2 separate regions of the Gasterosteus aculeatus genome follow, and region 1 is linked to region 2. Evidence: chromatin contacts called from public Hi-C data. All regions are on one chromosome and are shown on one strand. Each heading gives the region's core, a stretch centred on a gene start, on an enhancer-like site or on the middle of the called end of the contact. The rest is flanking DNA. Distances are from core to core; before and after follow the strand shown.

Region 1 (2,700 bases), core at 195-2,694, 39 kb after region 2:
AAAACAAATCCTCCCTGATCTGTCTCTGTATACCGCGTCCCCCTGGTGGGCAGCATTGGAACCACATCACTCCTCAAAATCTCCATTCACTTTTATTTTACTCTAAATCCAGAATAAAGTCATTCTGATAAACTTCATATTGTAGGATTTACCTGAAGTAACAGCCAGCACTTTTTGTTACGTTTTATTAAAGAATTATATTGGCTTTTAGTTGTTTATAAGGTTTTGTACAATTTTGGAAAAAGATACAGGACATCTATAGCTTAATTTTTATGTTTTTTAAAGTGTTACTTGTTTAAAAACAGCTATGTCCAGATAATTTACAACAGCAAAAAAGCTGTTTGTATCTATAATTTCTGTCCTGGAAATATTCAGTGAAAATGGGATAATTGTCTGAGATATAAAACAAGACCGTCGCTCATTTTTACGTTCACTCCCCTGATAACTTTACAGATCGGAAATCATTTAAGCCTCATTTAGGAAGAAATGTCACAATAAGTAAATCATTACAACTCCATTTAAATCAGAAGACGCGTTGTCCGAAACCAAAACAGCAGATTTTGCTGCTAAATACAGACTAAAAGACCAGATGACCCTTTTCTGCATTCTACCCCGTCTGTCTCTCGGCCTCTTTCACCCTTGGCGGACTGCTCCAACACAACAATGTCCAACTGTCCTGCCGCCGACGTGATCGAAGCTGACTGCTCTCCACCCAGCTTTGTTTTTCTTTTCAGCCGTTGGGTGGTCCGTGTCTCTCGCTCTCTTGTCGAGTTCACAACGCCTGTTTCTATTTGAGCGCTACGGGACTCCAGCATGAGTCCGAAACTCAATACCAGAGTATACACAATTAAGTTCACACCAGAGGTTATTGAATAGAAGTGTGGTCTCATTCCAAAAAGTGTTTGAGACAGTCAAAAGATTGCAGGGTGAGTGTTTGTGTGTGGCTGGTTAGTTGGTCACGGATAACTAAATGATGTGGGACATTTGTCCTCAGCTCAGGATGCTTCGTAGAGACTCATTATTTACTTTACTTGGGAAGTAATGGCAGGTAAACCAACCGCTTTACATGATAAGTCCTTTTTTAACTCAATCGGATGTACTTTTGAATGTTATCATAATATATTATTACACAATATTTTTAAATGATTCACACTTTATTCAGTCTAAATTTGAAACGTGACGCTTTTTAATAGACCAAACCCTAAAGTATGCACAGGCTCCTGTGGTCTGCTGCGTTGGACATATCCCTGCGTTCACCCTGCTGGAATCACCTCCGCTGACCTTTCCAGCCTGTTGAGTGTTTCAGCGTTGGACCCGTTAGCCACGGCTCCCATGGAGGACCATTCACACGCGATTGGGAGTCCCACGGCAGGCCAGCTGGAACCTTCAATCCGCCCTGCCCAGACACGCATGCAGATACGCATTCTCCACGGAGCCACCACTGGCCAGCCAGCCTGTCAGTCATTCAGTGGGAGGGTCAATGTGTGCGTGTGTGTGTGTGCGTTGGGGGGTGTTGTCGGGGCTTCCTGTTTTGGCCTGTGTGCTTTAGTCCTTCCTGGCAGGAGGACTGCTGGTGTCATGTCTGTCAGCTACGGGACTAGCAGCAAGACACGTCAAATAAACATGCCTTTAATCATATGTCATGTTGAAAACGTATTAAATCTCTTATCATTTAGTTGCCTGGGTTCAGGTTTTTAGCCAAGAGCATTTGTTCTCAAAAGCTCCACGTAGTAATCCAGACTGATGATCCTGGTTAGCAGATCTTTAAACCAATGTTATATTAATGTTTTATTCTCTATCTTATGTTGATTAAAATTCCCCCATTGGAGAGGTTTCTGGACAAACAATAAAACACGGTTCTCGACATGTTTCCAGCATTTCCATCATGTTAGTGAGGACAAAATTAACTTCCTCTTATTCCAACTTGTATTAAAGTTGTATACATTATTAGCGAATATCAGTTATCCACAGTATTGTAAAGGGATGTATGAGATCTGTCATTGTCAAAATTATTCTTTTTGAATGGGACACGCATGCTATAAATATTTTATTTAAATTGTTTGCTAAAAATAAGAGTAGTCTCTATCTGGCATAATGTTGCATCAAGAAAAATCTGGAAAAATGACGCATGGCAGATCGGCTGCTTACATTCTGTAAAACCAGCATTGGACGGTTATAAAATAAATGAGAGTCCCAGTGCACATCAAACCGTCGATTTGATTTATTATTCTGCACAGATTCTTCTGCACATCAACAGGCATGTTTGCAAGAAATTGTGGATCACTTAAAACTTCTCACTTCGCTTATTACCCCCTTCTGACCGTCTGTTCCTGCCAGTCTTTCGCCTGAATATCATCTTTTTTTAAACAAGGCTGGCTGGCTGCAGCTTCATATTTTTATTCATAATAGCCTACAGGTACATGTGTGGCTGCGATGAGCAACGTGACACAAGGAGCTCTGTGATTAAAGAAGGGAATCACCGCCTCAAATGCGCACACCCTTCAAAACATCTCCTCTCCGATCCCGCCCAGTGTCCAAGTGCGCAAAGTGAGCCCATGTGTGGTCATTTTCTCCAGTGTGCAGAATGTAATCTGTAGCTTTTTTTTTTTTTTAAACCATCAGCTCGTTTTGCCGTCCTATACCATGGTTTCTCTCCCCTCCTCTTACCTCTGTGTCTCTCGAAGGGCAAACGTTACGCAC
Region 2 (2,700 bases), core at 40-2,539:
TCGCTCTCAGTTTGCTCAGCTGTCCACCTGTACGCCTATTTTATTACCTGTCTTGGTCTGTTACCTGTCTGCTAGTCCGTCCGTCTGTGAGCCTTCAAAAAGTTCGAGCTCATCTTGCCTTGTGCGTCCTCTTTTGCATGTAATTACACTTTGCTTATTTGATCCTTTGGTCATGCATGCTGCGCAGGACACAATCAAATTCAGATAGATTCCACAACAAAGAAACCACAGATCCTCTGGTGTGTTTCTTGAGTGTGTTGACGGGGCTTTCGGGTAGCTGTAGGAGGCCCGAGCAGCTGCTTTGGTCTAAAGGGCCACGTAAATGTTTCTTTACGCCTCAACAGGTCAGAACACAAAGGCCCCACGCTGCTCCGGGGACACATTCTGTTGACCCCACTGCTCTCCTGTCCGCATGGGGTGTAGTGTCTTCTCGGGGGAATTTCTATACAATTTTAGGTTATGTGCTCTTTGCTCTGGCGTTGTTTCTGTTCATTCATTAAAATGGGCAGGAAAGCGACATTCAATTATTCTTATTTTGTACAGCCCAAAATTGCAATTTACAAATTTGCCTCAGAGGGCTTTACAGTCTGTGCACATGCAACAACGTCTGTGTCGAAACCCTCACATCAGCACAGGGAAAAATCAAAAATTGAAATGAAAAAGTCCTTTGATTGGGAGAACCCCCCACCCCCCCTCCTCCCATTCCCCTTTTGATGACATTGTCTGCTTTTCGTTCGCCCTGTTCAGCATCAATGCTGATAGAAGGGCTTCTAGTTACAGCTACACAAATTCCTTTTTCAAATTGAATCGTAATGTAAAATGCAAATTCCTACGTTACGGCACCTTGCCAAGAGGAATAATCATAATCAAGGTTATTTTGCGCATCTTTCAATCTTTTGCATTGATCAAAGACTTTGACCCAGAAAATCAATGGATTACTGGTGAGGCCTGCAGCACAGGCCCAGGGCCTCAAAGTTCCAGGGGCCCCGCTTACTTCCATGTAAAAAAGCTAGTGGTGCCTTTTGCCCGTTCTTGCCTCGTAATTTGAGAAAACCTGCTGTTCTTGGTCTGAGATTAATTCTCCCACAGGTTTGCACTGAATTAATGAATCGATGACGTTGACATTATTTTTAAACGAATCCACAACCATGAGACGGATTGCTCTGATATTTAACACCGACATTCATGGTTCCCCTAGGATGAATTGTACACATCTTGATGCTGTAACCTTCCATTTAGTGCGGCCATCTGGTCCCATTACTTAGCCGTGTTGGCATGGTAACGCATTTAATGAATGTGAAAAACATTGTAGCAACTCAACATCAACCTGCTAGCATTGTCAGCATTAGACTTCTCATTACTATTCCCATCCGTTGGCCCTGTAGACGACGGTGTTTCCCTCTTTTAATGCTATCGATCTCTTTTAGACAGTGAGCAGAGTTGCACATGGTCCACTCTTCGTGGCTACTCATGAACATGATGAAATGTGTGAACCGGTAACTATAATGCTTGCCAAAACCTGAGCTGTTAGGCAGGAGATGAAAATAAAAATGCTCAAGTTTTTTAGGAAATTGTTTTTTTTTTTATTTGCAAGCTGTTGTATTTTCCAGGGGGCCAGCCGCAGCAACATAAAGCTTAAGCGGCAAGTCTTTACTGTTAAATCAATAAAGCAGATAATGTTGACAAGCCTTTTCCATTGCACTCCCTCATGCCCGTCCCTCTCCCCTTCGCCCTCCGTCCCGACAGCAGCGTCTGAAGTGCCTCTGCTTTTGTTGTTGCTTCTCTAAATAGAGACCCGAGCAGGCCGCTTTGAGCCAATACACGGTAGACGTCTCTGCTGCGCTGACCTCTGCAACCAGGGCTTTTGATTGTTCCTGGTTTTCCATTAACAAACGGCACATGATGCTCAGTCTCTGTGCCGTAACATCTAGGAAGTACTTGTATCTCTTAAACCTCATCACCACTCCATCACAGGAGTTTTTAAAGTTGTTAAATGTTTGGAATTGACAAAACAAGAAGACACCAGGCTTGCTTTGTTTCTTCACTTCATTTGCATCTGTAGTTAACTAGAGATTGGGTATTATTTTCATGATATTCCCGCGTGTACTGCGGTAAGATTAACAAACCAAAAGAGACTTTTTATCAGAAAGAGGCCAAATAATGTGTGTAGTTTGCCTTAGACAACATGAAAAAGGTGCACAGAGAGTTTTGAGTTGATTTGCTGTCCCTCCGGGTCGAGTCTAACTTTTTAAACTGAGCCGATAGTTTTTATGAAGATCTTCACCATAAATATCGGCATGCCTCATCTGCTTCTTTATCAAGCTAGAGATAAATAGCACGGGGCGGCTGCGTGTGCGAGGGAAGATGGACGGCGGCGGGGGGGGGTGGGGGGGCTCTTTGCGTCGGCCATAAATCGCTCCACCCTTTGTCATCCAATCTCTGGGCAATGTCATTCAAAACCCCCTCACTATCCATTACCTGGGGTATAATAGGCTCTTGGCCATGCAGTGTCCATCTTATTATTAGTCCATAACTTTAAACTATCAATAACTTTGAGCTGCGGCAGGAGGTTGGTGGGGGGGGGGGGAAGGGAAGAGGAGGCGAGGGAGAAATCCAAGTAGAGAGGTGAAGGAAGTAACTGAGGCAAAAAGAAAATGTTAGGGTAACGTTCGTCCTCCGCAAGTTGTCGAGGGTGCAAGT

What was found. Hi-C and Micro-C count contacts between places; a contact is called where the count stands out from the background.
Region 1: a Hi-C map of skeletal muscle shows a contact between it and region 2, with 2.5 times the contacts expected there. The contact joins two enhancer-like sites. A contact is called at or near these places in 3 of 6 Hi-C or Micro-C datasets (skeletal muscle and whole body).

What each region holds. Positions count from the first base shown.
Region 1 is chr8:13,536,502-13,539,201 of fGasAcu3.hap1.1, forward strand. The region is part of intron 23 of LOC120824260 (adhesion G protein-coupled receptor D2); the gene reads left to right. Among protein-coding and RNA genes, the nearest start is that of LOC120824260, 56 kb to the left of the region's middle. Within about 2 kb of position 1,445, at least 2 of the 9 cell types and tissues checked have open chromatin away from gene starts, as enhancers often do.
Region 2 is chr8:13,497,347-13,500,046 of fGasAcu3.hap1.1, forward strand. The region is part of intron 19 of LOC120824260 (adhesion G protein-coupled receptor D2); the gene reads left to right. Among protein-coding and RNA genes, the nearest start is that of LOC120824260, 17 kb to the left of the region's middle. Within about 2 kb of position 1,290, at least 1 of the 9 cell types and tissues checked has open chromatin away from gene starts, as enhancers often do.